Regions from separate parts of the Mus musculus genome. Here regions 1, 2 and 3 are each linked to region 4. Evidence: chromatin contacts called from public HiChIP or PLAC-seq and Micro-C data. All regions are on one chromosome and are shown on one strand. Each heading gives the region's core, a stretch centred on a gene start, on an enhancer-like site or on the middle of the called end of the contact. The rest is flanking DNA. Distances are from core to core; before and after follow the strand shown. Region 1 holds the start of Cyrib (CYFIP related Rac1 interactor B). Region 2 has its middle 26 kb from the start of Gm46509. Region 3 has its middle 10 kb from the start of Gm46509. Region 4 holds the start of 1700010G06Rik (a long non-coding RNA gene).

Region 1 (3,323 bases), core at 290-2,789, 250 kb after region 4:
TTGAGTCTTTTAACACTTATTCCAATAGGAGCAGCAGCAATGGTCATAGCCTTTCTAGGTTCTGTATATAGACTCATTACAGTCTGTTCCATTTCACATGGCTCAGACTGGGCACGTCCTTGGGCTTCAAGTGACACAACCTGGGTGCTTGCCTGGCTCCTCTGGTATGTGATAGGCATGACCTCAGGCTGATGCCATCTGTCCCTGCTTCAGCCTCTTCATGTGTAACTCTGGGCAGGCTGCTTCATGGACTGTGGTGAGAGCTAAGTGAGGTGGGCACAGCCTCTGGCACCTGGTTCACTCTGAACTTCCAGACTGAGGCCCTCCCATTTTGCATGCTCTCTGCTGTGCCCAGGTTTAAAACCTCTTCTGCTGTCCCCTCAACTTTATAGCTGACCGTTGATTCAATATTCAGACCACTTCTTACACTGTTAAGATGGCATCTGCTCCCCAGAGCCAAGAGTTCTGATGCCCTGGCAGGCTCTGATGTTGGACCAGGGTCATGAAGTGCAATGGTCAGGGAGGACTTGAACTCAGGCCCTTAGCCTCCCAGGCAATTCTTCCCTTGGCCTAAAAACCTCCAGAGACTTCTAGAAAGCACTTCTGCTTTCCCTTTGGGTTTGCTATGCCAAGTGGGCCACACACCCTTTCTCGCTTGTCCCAGTGCAAGCAAGCTTTCATCATCAGAGTGGCTCTACCCAGCACTACAAAGTTTTTTTGCAATCAAAAAAATTCCCTGAGAACCGTCCTGGAGGCCTCAGCAACCCCAAGTTCCCCGAATTGGCCCAGGTTAAGGAAAATCTGGACACACCCCTTTGTTAAAGATGAAATAGTCCAAGGTAAATCAGTCCCCAATATTGTACCCCCAAGCCCCTAGCACAGGTGGAGGGGTGATAAGAATGAGAAGGAGGGGCAAAAGTTGTGGATGTAACCCTTTTGATACCACGTTAGAGGTCAGGGAAAAGATATTTCACGGAACATTAAATATTCCTGAAAAATCTGGTTGAAAATCAAGATAACGATGACATGGACTTGAGGGCAGAGGAGTAAAGGAGAGGGGGAAAATGCCCCTTAATGATGTCCTAGGCAAAGGGAAGGACAGGGGTCCCCACACCAAAAATCCCAACAAGGAGATGGTATTTGGGGAGTTTCCCCTTCGCTAAATCACAAGTCCTGGGACGACCGTGTGACCGTGTGGGTAGCCCAGACCCCCTCCTCGCATCGCCTCTGCTTTATTGGTGCCCGGGCTTGCACCACTGGACCCCATGGGTGTTTTTCTGCCCGGCTCCCGCGGTCCAGGGGCAGCCAGGCAGGTGGCGCCCGAGCCGAGCGCATCTCGACCCCTCGTCCCAGGTGAGGGAGGGGCCGCGGGGACCCGGCGCCCTGGGGGTCGGGCCTAGGCGCCCGGGACTCGCCCAAGGTCACTGTGCGGGCTGGGGCGGGGGCGGTGCGGGGCGGTCCCGGGCGCGGTGACGCGGGGCCCGTGCTGCGGCGGGGCCCGGGCGCGGGGGGCGGCGCGTCGCGTCCTCCTTTTGTGCGGCGCCGGGCTGGGCTGCGAAGGTAAACAGCGCTTCCTCTTCCTCCTCGCCGCCTCTTCCTTTTATAGCGATTTCTGGCCGCGCCGGGGCCGGGCCGCTGCTGCTGCCGTTTGCTGCTGCTGCTGTCGCTTGCTGCCGCGGCGGGGCCGCTCGCGAACCTGCGGCGGGGACGCGCGAGCCGCCGACCCGGAAGCGGCGTGTGTGCACCGCAGGCTCCCGCCGCCAGCTCGCCCGCCCGCCCGTCGGGCCGCCAGGTACGTGCAGGGCCGGCCGGGAGCCTGCTGCGGCGTCGCCGCCCTGGTTCACCGGGCTGCAGGGAGGGAGCGAGCGAGCGCCTGGGGCGCTGTGCACTGGGAGGCTGGGGCGCGGGGTCCGAGTGGTTGTCCCCGGGCACACCCCTCTTGCAGGCCAGGTGAGCGCTGCAGGGCCTGACCCGGGCTCCGCGCTGCCCTCCGCTAACTTCATTTTGGGGGTGGGGGTGGGGGTTCCAGGCCAGGAGGCTGAATTGAGGAACCAAAAGGGCGAATAGACTCGCACCAGCCTGACTTCCTTCTGCTCCGACCCCCGCCGGCGTTTAAACAGCACTTCCTCTTTGCCCGTTATGTTTTCATCATCATCGGCATCATCATCATCATTATCAGTTTTTTTTTTTTTTTTTTTTTTGAAAAATGGAAGTTTAGTGTTCAGAGGTGGAGGCATTTGGAGCCCACAGGGCTTTCTGGGGGTCGTGCACACACAGTAGGTCTGGAAGGAATCCGTGTGTCCTCTGAATGTGGGTCTTGTGTCTGGGGTGGGAGGAAAGAGGAACCCGGACTTCCTTTGCAAGCAGAGCCCTAGGGGGTTGTCTCAGATCCCCACCCTGCCGCTAGAAATGGAGGGGTGGGGGAGGGCTTGAGTGTGAAGGTGGCGCAGCAGGGAGAGTCACGTGGCTGTGCACCTCTGTCTAATTCTTGGTCCTACCACTCACAAGCTTTGTGACCTTGGCCAAGTTGTCTGCATTCTCTGGGTCTTTCGGCTCCTTGTGTCTGTAAAATGGGCCGCTCTCAGTTCTGGCCTGCAGTAAATGGGACTAGGTTTCCTGGCCTTGAGGTTCAGGGTGGGAATGTCACCTCCCCTTTAATGCCTTCATCCCTTAAGACACGTGCCGGGCGGGAGCACAGGGAGGCTTCCTATAGATAGTTGTGAAATGAATTGGTGGCTGGTAAATTTTGAGAAGTGAGCCCGTAGGCTTCCTCATTTTTGCCTTCTTTGCCCTTAACTTCCACCCCATCATCACCAGAGCCATGTTTTGTTACTTCAGCCTCCAGAAATCCGCGGATCCCTGGAGGAAATAGGGACTCCCTCTGAGGAAGCTTCCACTCTGATTTTGATTGAGACTCTCCCTATTCTTGGAGGGTTGTATTCAGTGTGGAGAAAAAGGAAGCTTTTTTTTTTTTTTTTTTTTTTTTGCGATGACAGTGGAGGTGGCTGGCAGGGTTGCCAGCTGGAATGATTTCCCAGGCCCTGGGCTCCATGTAACTGGGAAGGAGGCTGGGGGAGGTGGCTTTTTCTCCTGTGGTGGAGCCTGCAGAACAGGTCACCTGGCTAGGCTTTCTTCCTGGAGGCACTTTGTAATAAGTATGCTGTAGATTATGAGTGTGTGTGTGTGTGTGTGTCACAGAGAGAGAGAGAGAGAGAGAGAGAGAGAGAGAGAGAGAGAGAGAGAGAGAGGAGGGAGGTATTTGTGCACTTTGGGAAATTTTAAGGAAATGTTGCTTTGTCTAACAGCCATTTCCCCCCTCTTTC
Region 2 (3,392 bases), core at 489-2,988, 160 kb before region 4:
CAGGAGCTCCTCAAACGTTGGGCTGTCCAGCTTTGAGATCTATTTTTTTAAAAAAAAGAAATCTCTGCTTGATTTCGTTACAGCTGCCTTGAGTAGACCAAGACAATCCCTGCTGATTTGGAGCTGCCTGAGATGAAAATGGCACCCGTGACGCTTTCCTGACCTGATGCTTTAACAGCACCCGTGGTCAGGAGAGACAGCTCACAATCCATCTCTGACCATGTCTCTGCCCTTCCCTTGGTTCTTACTGGCTTGTCCCCCTTCTTTAGGGGACAACACATGCTTTCTCTCCCATCTGGACCTGCACCTGAACTCTCCTCTTTGCTGAGCATGTTCTGGTATCACACCTGTCTGTCCTTTCCCAGCCAATCTTAGGCTTTACTTTAGTCATTTGCATCTGAGGTTGTGTTCAGTGTTTGTGTGTGCTTCCTTTGCCTTGCTGATTGTTCTATACTCTTCTATGTTTGTTCATCTCCCCATTAGGCTGAAAACTTTGGCAAAGACGTGAAACCTGTTTGCTTTGTTCAGTGTACTATCGAATAAGACCTAACACCAAAGATGCTCATTGGATATGGGACCTGATGGTGGCTAGTTGTAGTCAGGCAGTGTCATTTTCTGAATTGTGGATGGCATAGTTTAACTAGGAATTCAATATTATTAAAAGATGCAGATTTCTTTGTGTGTGCACACTTGTGTGCACATTCTCACAGTAGGCAGAGGAGGATGTTAAGTATCTTTCCCTATCATTCTTTGCCTTGTTTCTATGAGTTAGGGTCTCCCCCCGAATATGCAGCTAGGCTAGTGTCTACAAGCCCTGGATCCTACCTTCTCTATCTCCACAGTTCTGGGGTTATAGATGTAGGTATAGCCATACTGGCTTAGTCATGTGGGTGATGCTTAGAACAAGTAACCAGGAGCCCCAGATGGGTTGAGGTAGAGAAAAAAAAAGCAGAAATAAGAAAGAGGATTTTAAAAATGTGATAAAGAGATTCCCATAAAAATAGGAAAGAAGGGAAGAAAAGGAAATGGAAGAAAACAGTACTTAGAACAGGATTTGATAAGTTTTAAGGACCTAACCATGAGCAGCAAGAAGGGCTAAGCTAATCTTCAAAAACTGATCTCAGAGTCACCAGAACTGCTTTAGGTTCTATATTGTGTTTTGAAGTGTTTGGGATGATTTTGGTTTGTCTGTTGTTGATATGTTTGTTGTTGTTGATGATGTCATTGTCATTTTTATTGTGACGGGGCCTTAAACTGCTATGCAGCTGAAGACGGCCTTGAACTTCTGACCCTCCTGCCTCTACCTCCTGAGTGCTGAAATCAGAGCACAGTCCCATCACACCTGGGTCACACTGTGCTGAGAACCAAACTCAGGATGTCTTCACGCTAAGCAAGCACTCTACCAACCAACCAAGCTACATTCCCAGACTGTTTTCTGTTTCTGAAACATCTTTGTTGAAGCATAGCCCACATGCAATGCGAGCAACCTTTTGACTACGTACAACTTAATGTACTTTGTTATCATTATGATTATCTTCACAGAATTGTACAGTCAGGCCTATCAATTTAAGAACATTTTTTTTCATTGCCTCAAAAGGAAACCCAGTATCTTCTAGCTGTCATCTTCCACACCCATCCTTTCCAACTGCAAGAAACCACTAATCTACTTTCTGTCTCCATGGGTGACTCGCCCATTCTGAGCATTTTATACAAATGGAGTCATACAGAATGTGGTCTCTCGTGACTCACATATTTGTTTTAGTATAATGTCTCCAAGTTTCATTCACGTTGTAACATCTGACAGTATGCCATTCCTTTCGATTTCTAAATATGACTCACCTGTACAGTTCCACATTTAATTCATTAAGCAGGAGGTAGGCACCAACATCTCTCATGGGAGTTACGGCCCACCCTTGTCCTATTGATACTCTTGGAGCCCATCATACACTATGGCTGTACCACCTGCAGAACTTCTCCTTGCTTGTGTTGTTAATCCAAACACACCACCTAGTGAGGAAGGGTCTTTGTAATTCATGTCCACTACATATCCAAGTCCCATCTTACTCTACTTCCAGTAGTTCCTCAAACAGACTCTATTCTCACGTGCCTTCATAATAATTCCCCCAGGGAGCACCATGAGACCAGATTCATCTTGGTCAGTTTTTCTTCTTAGTGTGTTCCAAGCACCTACAAGAATGTCTAGAACAAAATAGTTGCTCACACTTTGGTCTTCATTCTTGGACACTGTGCCCCTTCTTAGAATTGGGAACAAAACACCCATGGAAGGAGATACAGAGACAAAGTTTGGAGCTGTGATAAAAGGATGGACCATCTAGAGACTGCCATATCTAGGGATCCACCCCATAGTCAGCTTCCAAACGCTGACACCATTGCATACACTAGCAAGATTTTGCTGAAAGGACCCAGATATAGCTGTCTCTTGAGAGACTATGCCGGGGCCTAGCAAACACAGAAGTGGATGCTCACAGTCAGCTATTGGATGGATCACAGGGCTCCCAATGGAGGAGCTAGAGAAAGTACCCAAGGAGCTAAAGGGACCTGCAACCCTATAGATGGAACAACATTATGAACTAACCAGTACCCGGAGCTCTTGACTCTAGCTACATATGTATCAAAAGATGGCCTAGTCAGCCATCACTGGGAAGAGAGGCCCATTGGACACACAAACTTTATATGCCCCAGTACAGGGGAACGCCAGGGCCAAAAAAAAAAATGAGAATGGGTGGGTAGGGAAGTGGGGGGGTATGGGGGACTTTTGGGATAGCATTGGAAATGTAATTGAGAAAATTGCATAATAAATAAATAAATAAAATAGTTGCTCAATAAATAACCAAGCCTGTAACTGTTTTTGTTTGCATGTGTAGATAGTTTCAAAGGTTAGGTTTCTAGAGTGATTCTCTCTCCACCATTAAGACATTTAGGAAACTCCCTCACCTTGAGTGTGGCCCGGACTAATGACTTGCTTATTTAGTTTTGGCTAATATTAACTGGAATGTCCTTGAAACTCATTATGAAGTCTATATAGATAACCCCAAACTCTTGATCCTCCTGCTTGTATTTCCTTAATTCTACAGTCCAATCATCACTGTACCTACTTGTCCAACCTCCACCTCTGTTGGGTTTCATTATGTAGTTCAGGTTCATACATACATACATAGATGATACATACAAAGATGATTGATAGATAAATAGATAGTAGATACGTAGATACATACATAGATACATATATCCCACATTGACCTCAAACTTAGGGTCTTCTTGCCTCAGCCTGAGGGTTTGGATTATATGTATTGGCCACCATAGCCAGATTCTAATAACTCATCTCTAACTGACTAAATCTTAGCTACAGGATGTTACATTCAAGACATTAT
Region 3 (3,264 bases), core at 216-2,715, 200 kb before region 4:
CACTCAGCAATTGCTATGTTGCTATGCCCAGTAATTCTACTTCCTAAATATAGCATATGTATATGTGTGTGTGGATAGATAGATAGATAGATAGATAGATAGATAGATAGATAGATAGATAGATAGATAGAGCTCATTAATTTTTTTAACAAGGTGAAATGAACCATAATGTTTAGGATAAAAGAGGAGAATGAAAGACCATGCCACTATGCTGTATTTTTTAAAGAATCAACAGGTAACACAATTGCTGGATGCAACAACTAGCATCCTAATTTGTAAACTATTCTGAGTTATAAATCCTCTGGTAGCAGATCCCGATGAATCTGCCACTTGAACCAGAAGCCTCCCCTACCTACACTGTGTCCTCCATAATTTCTCCAATCCAAAAGGGAGTATCTTTCTCCTGCCTCCCCTCTTCCTCTCTCTGACCCAGAAGTCCCGCCTACTCCTTGCCCAGTGATTGGTCCCTAAAATCTTTGTTCATTAGGGGAAGGTTCTGCTACATCTCACCTTTCTGTATTAAAAAAACAAACAAACAAAAATAAAACCCCAAAAAACTTTTCTCTCAAATATAAACTGAGTATATCTATTACCATTCTGTAATTTATAAAGTATACGATACACCTAACATCTAGTCCATTATTTTGGTCAATTAAATGGAACACTCTGTTAGCTAGCATAACTTTTAAAAAAAGGCTTATATTTCCATATCTATTATATCCTGGTTTAGCTTGTATATGATCTGAAAACTATCCTCTTAAATACATTCTTTCAATGCTAATAGGCCTGGGTTGGCTATGAAACTATAACTAGTCTTTCAACTCAGTCAGAAATCTGAGAATGACCAATATTATCTGGAAATATAGGAAGCCCAGCACAGCTTCCAGAACTGAGACTATTGTAGAGACAGCTGCCTACCTATACAGCTCCTGTATGTCAGGAAGTTGGAGCATCAGTCTTCAGCCTTCTGGCCCAGGGTCATCTGACAGACCTTTGTAACACAGAATAGTGAAGAACTAATTACATTGTCTTGGCAGAGATTATAAGTCAACTCTTCTGCATAGTGGGTCCTCTTTCTGGACAGTATTTTGTCTGGAGATAAAAATAGGTAATTTTTGCCCAGTGGCTACACATTCACAATGTAGTATCCTACCTGGAGGTAGAGATGGTCAATTTCTTCTTAGAATCCACAAAAGGGGAGCTGCTAGGAACAGATATGTCTCAACAACAAAATAATAAATAGCATTAACTGTCTGCACTGGTCCCCAGACTAAATTTCTATCTCATAGGCTAAGAATCTTAAATTTCTAGTGGATTCTAGCACCTCACCTTGAGTGCCACCTGTTGAGTGAAATATTTAGAAAGCAATCCATGCCCCTGCTGGCAGGGCACTGGTGGACAGGCCAACTGTTCTCAGCCTGGCAGACTCTCTGACTCAGACTTCCAAAAGCTCTCCACCCAGCTTGCTAAGTTCCCAGGGTGGGCCACTACCATGCACTCCTCACACTTCCAAATTCCTGTGGCTGGCTAGGGTGCCCTGTCAGTGTACTTTTCTCTGGAACCCAGCTGAGCCACTGTGTGAATAAAAACACTGCACAATCTTAGTTTAGAATCAACAGATTACACAACCACTAAGCACAGTAACTAGCATCCTAATTTGTAAACTATTCTAAGTTATAAACCCTCCAGTAGTGGGTCCTGGCAGATCTGAAACCTGAAATGGGGAGGGGGGCTCCCCTACCTACATTGTGTCCTCCATCATCCCTCCTGTCCAAAATGGCAAGCTCTATTATTTTTAACTCATAAACTAAAGCTTGCCATAGTATATAAGAAAAAATATAGACATATAGAGGGCTGAGGATATAGCTCTGTTAGTAGAGTGCTCTGGGTTCTATCCTCAGCACCAAATAAACTGGGTGTTTTGCCCACCTCTAAGGATCAGTTCAAGGTCATTCTCTACTTAGAGAGTTAGAGGCTAGACTGGGATACATCAGACTCTGACTCAAGATTACTTAATTAGTCATTTAATATGTGGAGACCTTACCCTGAAAATGAACTCTAGGTAAAAAGTAGAGTCTATATAAATCAATAAGATGATTATCAATAGCAGTGCAAAAGAAAACTAAAGATCACCAAAAAATGTGCATTGCACACGCACATTTAAATGAAGTGGATAAAGATGCAAGATTCAGTGGGAGAAGCCCCTCCCCCCTCAAAACGAGATGGAGACAGGGGGTGATTTGAACAGAAAATACATCAGAGTAACAGAAGTGTTTCATGTGTTTCATATGTGGTATAGGTTGTGGTCACATGAGACTACATACCACCAATTGCCAGCTTAAAAGAAACTGCACTTCAATAAACATAGGGGGAAATGGAGCTAATGGTACAGGGAAGTGTTTGTGATGTGTAATGGCATTCTTTATAGAAGTAGCTGCATAGTAGTACAATATGATTGCAGTTTGGTCAATCACCTAATGAAGGACCATAATCTGAAGCAGGAAGTGTGCTCCTTCTGCTTCTTGCAGATATATAGTTCCGCTCCTTGTTTCCTGGGGGATCTTGGGTAACTCAATAGGAAACGGAACATATTTTCAGCATAAAATATCTCAAGACAGTAAGGTGAGAGGGAGCTCCTATAAGTGTGTATTTCCCGTCTTATCCCTCCTTGCCTCTCTCCTTCTCTCCCTTCAGTTATATATAGTTTGCCTCTTTTTGTAGCTCTTCCACCTTAAAACCATAAAAGGTGGAGAAAAAAAAACCTCCTCAAGTAAAAAGGAGAGAAAAAATGACAGCAGAAAGAGAAGACAGGAGAGGGGGAGGTAATAAGTCAGAAGATGGAAACGGCACCATTAAATGCAGTCATGGCTGGTCCCAAGTTAGACTGTGTACAAACTGAAAAATTAACTCAAAAGTGTAATCCGTGCCTTACCATTTGGAGGCAGTCCTTTCTAATCAGGTGTTACTCGATTTTTCTTTCTAGTAAGCAGTTGTTCCCAAGGGATTACAACAAAGAAAAACAAAGGCATGGAGGAAGTGTATGGACATCCCCCCCACCCCATGCTACATCCCCCACTCCTTTCAAACCTGAGCACCCTCCAAGGAAGATTCTAGAATCAGGGTCTGTCAGCAGTGACCCTGCTTGCTCCTGCTCATTTCTCCTTGACTGCTTTTCAGAGAAACCCCTGGGTGGTCTAGCACCCACCACCCATCATTGAAAGGAACTGCTCCACACATTCCAGACACCTCCCCAACAGGGTTACA
Region 4 (3,435 bases), core at 100-2,599:
TTTGGAGAGGATAAGTGTGTATTTCTGGGTAGTTCCCTGTAAAGAAACCCAGCCTTTCAGCTTTGCCCACGCCAGACTCTATTTGCTTTTAGATATCCAGGAATGGCGTTCGGGGTATTTGAGAAAAAGGGAGGTGCAGATGGTTTTGCACCAGGGCATGGTTTCAAATTTAAAGAGGATTATGGTCCATGAACCCCAGAGATGGTGGGTTGAGGTGCGAAGCTTTGAAATTCTAATTGCAGACCAGTCTAAGGAGGTATATGCTTACCAGAGCACAATATCTCATTGTTCATATAGTCCCCTCTTGGCTGGAGGAGGCAGGGGAGGGGCAGATACATAACATAATCTTCGGAGGAAACTGAAACAGCAATTGGTGGCGGCAGTTTGGGCTCTCCGGTGAATTCAGAAAGAAATCCCTGGCTGTTTACCACTGCTGAGCTTGGAATAATCTTGACTCGTTCATCTGCAGAGCCAGGTGTGGGAGCAAACCGGCTGGAGCTGGGAGGGCTCTGTGTGGTGGTCATTTTTGACACGCCTTACCCTCTTATTTGATAAACTCATGCCACCCAAACCCAAGGTATCTGAATTAGGAGAGAAAGCTGTGGAATTCAGGGTCTCTGGGAACAGACACACTTATTAGCTAAGTCTAGGCTCTGAACAACAGTTCATTTTTACTGTTTATGTCACACACACAGAGGAGTGCTGCCAGCTCAGTAGACAGGGCAGGTACTAGATGACAACTGGGGTGTGGGGGGTGGGACCAGACTGGCTCACAGCCCTGAGGAAGACAAATCCTTTCAGAGGGAAGCCCCAGTGCTCACTGATTTTTCTCGCTGATTTGCTCTCAGTACTTTATAGGGGAGCATGGGATTTCTGAGGCGCAGGGAGCTTAATTAGGCCAAGCTAGTGAGGGTCATATTTGTTCCAACTTACAGAATTTTCCAGATGCTGTGAGAAATGAGCTAGGATTCTCTTCTGGAATGTTCATTCTCCAAATGCTACATCTTGCAGCCCTGGCAACCAGTGAGCCTGCCCTTGTGGGGTGGTCAGCTGCCAGTCTCCTCCTGCCTTATTTTCTCCCTGAGAGCTAAACCCTCCATGTCTCCCAAACCAAACTTTTAAAGTACTGAGGAGAGAAAGTACTCTTGTTTATGTTTAACCTCTTTATTCACTAGTTTTTTTTAAAAGGTCAGTTTGCCAGGGATGTGTTTCTTTATGCTCATTCCCTTAGCAAGTTCTTCCTGTAGTAGGCGGAGACACTTCCCTGCCTTGGAGAGCACTGGTAGGAACCGCAGTGGAGGCACAGTGCACACCCAATTCGGTCAAGCCAGGAAGAGAAACAGCACACATTTTAACCCATTTTTTCCTATGCAGAGAGCAAGTCCTCATCCATGAACTCAGCCTCCTCCATGAGGGTCCCTGTCTTCTACTTTCATGGGAGGCAGTTAGGGGTCCAAGATTCCCAGCCAACAGGGTATCGAGTGGTGTATCCATTCTATTCTGCACACTTTGACTGAGCCTTCTCTGACCATGGTTTATGTATGGCTCTGTCATTTTCTCCTACTCCTCCTCTGTATTGCCTATTTGTCTGGTCCTCTGCTGCAAAGCAAATTCCAAGACAGCAGGAATGTGGCCCTTGCCGACATCACTCATCTCAGAATTTGTCAGCTTGTGAGGCGAACCTTTTCCTCTTGACATGCAGTCTTCTCCTCCCTCCCTGCCGGTCCTCACTCAAGACAAGCCCTCTCCGTGGGTCCCTGAGCCACACGACCCACACGCGGCCAGAAAGGCCAGCGAACACAACCTCTAGCTAGCTATATCGGACGGTATGCAGGCAGGTCTGAGTGGGCCACAGGGCTTGCCTTCCAAAGCAGGCTTTAATGGAGGCCAGTCATACGCTTTCAAGGGCTCCTGGAGGCCAATCCCAAGGACTAGGTGGGTTTTGTTGATACCATTCTCAAAATCTTCCAGTCGGTGGTGAGAAATTAGATGGGTATGTTGGACTAACAACAGTAGACATCTTGCTGGGGCTGAATTGGTACTTTTCTCAGAAGAAAGTCAGTTCCTGCTTAGCAGTGAAGAGCATTTGCACCTGAGAAATACTTTTTGCATCTCCGGATGCTCGGCGGTCCTCTGGGGTAGGGGAAGAAAAAAAAAAAACCAAATACATCTGGACAGATGAAAGTATTTTAAAACAACCCTTCCTGTCTCTGCACAAGGCACAGCATTGGCGTTCAGAGGGCAGCAGGGCTGCGCCCCCATCCCTCGGTCCGCGCAGAAGGGAGACGGCTTTCCGGGCCTCGCTTCCTGCACCCACTCGGGACTAAAAAAGAACACGAACAACTTTTTTTTTTTTTTTTTTTTTGGTCCCTCTCTTGCAAAAACGCTCGCGTAACCAGCTCGCTGAAGTAACCGCTCCGGGGGCGGCCGGGTGTGTGTGTGTGTGCGTGGGGCGCGGTTCCGGAGCCCCACGGGCACGAGCACCAGCGCCGGCGGCTGCGAGGTGGGGGCCGCGCGAGGGCCGGGCGGCGGGGGGGGGGGGTAAGTGGAGAGAGAGGGGCGGGCGGGGCGTGCGGGGCGCGTGCGCAGAGCACTTCCGTGTTTGTCCCCGTGACTGGCGCGGGCGCGCCGCCCGCCGCTCCGCGGGAGCGAGCGCCCCAGTCGGTCGAGCCTCGCCGCTTGTCAGCGCCACCGGAGCGGTCCGTTCCGCCCAGCCCCGCCCCTCCCCGTCGCGCCCCGCCCCGCCCCGCCCCGCCGCCCCTTGCGTGCGCTCGGGGAGGCGCGTCCCCGGCCGCCTGCGCGCGCCGCTTGCAGTTTGAAGGGCGCTGCGCCGCTCGCTCCGCTCCTCTCCGCTCCACTCCTCGCGCGCCAGGCCGGGCGCCGCGGCGGGTCGGGCTGCGCGCGTGGCGTTCATGAGCCGCCCGGCGGCCCCGGGAGCCTGCGCCGTGACTCACGCCCGCCCCCGCTTGTGTCTCGTCCCTCCCGCGGCAGGATGCCGGACCAGATCTCCGTGTCCGAGTTCATCGCCGAGACCACCGAGGACTACAACTCGCCCACCACGTCCAGCTTCACCACGCGGCTGCACAACTGCAGGAACACCGTCACGCTGCTGGAGGAGGTAGGCGGCGGCCTGGCAGCTGGGTGGGCTGGGGCCCTGGGGAGCCCGGCGACTCGGGGAGCCACACCCCCTCCGGCAGCCCCCGGCCCCTGTGGTCCTCCTTGGCAGCCCTTTCCGGGATCCTGCAGGTTTGAAAGCCGGGGAAACTGAAGTGGGGAAGGACTGAGCGAGCTCTGGACACCCGAGTAGAAGAGAGATCCTCTCTGCCTTGCACCCTGTCTGGGTGCCAGGCAGTCTGCTCAGCGCTTCCACATCATTGTGACCCTTTCCTAACCCACGAAGTACGTGGCGTCAGGCCACCGAGGGCAGAAAGGCGA

Evidence for each region. Hi-C and Micro-C count contacts between places; a contact is called where the count stands out from the background. HiChIP or PLAC-seq counts read pairs in DNA pulled down with a chosen protein or histone mark.
Region 1: a contact with region 4 is called in a Micro-C map of embryonic stem cells, with 4 times the contacts expected there. The contact joins the promoter of Cyrib here to the promoter of 1700010G06Rik in region 4. A contact is called at or near these places in 4 of 39 promoter capture datasets (the C10 cell line, macrophages and pre-B cells), 4 of 484 Hi-C or Micro-C datasets (all in embryonic stem cells) and 3 of 9 other capture datasets (adipose tissue, liver and pancreatic islet).
Region 2: a FOXA1 HiChIP or PLAC-seq map of pancreatic cancer cells shows a contact between it and region 4. The contact joins the enhancer-like site here to the promoter of 1700010G06Rik in region 4. A contact is called at or near these places in 1 of 39 promoter capture datasets (the 3T3-L1 cell line), 3 of 484 Hi-C or Micro-C datasets (the HL-1 cell line, nephron progenitors and pancreatic cancer cells), 2 of 115 datasets of contacts at active chromatin or transcription factors (pancreatic cancer cells and vascular smooth muscle cells) and 1 of 9 other capture datasets (adipose tissue).
Region 3: a contact with region 4 is called in an HNF4G HiChIP or PLAC-seq map of pancreatic cancer cells. The contact joins the enhancer-like site here to the promoter of 1700010G06Rik in region 4. A contact is called at or near these places in 1 of 39 promoter capture datasets (the 3T3-L1 cell line), 8 of 484 Hi-C or Micro-C datasets (3T3-L1-derived adipocytes, the C2C12 cell line, the HL-1 cell line and 3 more), 2 of 115 datasets of contacts at active chromatin or transcription factors (bone marrow-derived macrophages and pancreatic cancer cells) and 1 of 9 other capture datasets (adipose tissue).

What each region holds. Positions count from the first base shown.
Region 1 is chr15:64,058,664-64,061,986 of GRCm38.p6, reverse strand. Cyrib (CYFIP related Rac1 interactor B) reads left to right here and starts at 1,539. Exons shown (of 13, transcript NM_001360036.1): 1 at 1,539-1,792.
Region 2 is chr15:64,475,702-64,479,093 of GRCm38.p6, reverse strand. No RefSeq gene overlaps it. Among named protein-coding and RNA genes, the nearest start is that of Gm46509, 26 kb to the left of the region's middle. Within about 2 kb of position 1,738, at least 41 of the 459 cell types and tissues checked have an H3K27ac peak or open chromatin away from gene starts, as enhancers often do. A contact at or near this core is called in the HL-1 cell line and pancreatic cancer cells, where this site is marked.
Region 3 is chr15:64,512,067-64,515,330 of GRCm38.p6, reverse strand. No RefSeq gene overlaps it. Among named protein-coding and RNA genes, the nearest start is that of Gm46509, 10 kb to the right of the region's middle. Within about 2 kb of position 1,465, at least 8 of the 459 cell types and tissues checked have an H3K27ac peak or open chromatin away from gene starts, as enhancers often do. A contact at or near this core is called in pancreatic cancer cells, where this site is marked.
Region 4 is chr15:64,312,032-64,315,466 of GRCm38.p6, reverse strand. 1700010G06Rik (a long non-coding RNA gene) reads right to left here and starts at 1,349. Exons shown (of 2, transcript XR_003951590.1): 1 at 934-1,349; 2 at 1-509. It overlaps Asap1 (ArfGAP with SH3 domain, ankyrin repeat and PH domain1), which reads left to right. Exons shown (of 31, transcript NM_010026.3): 3 at 2,992-3,118.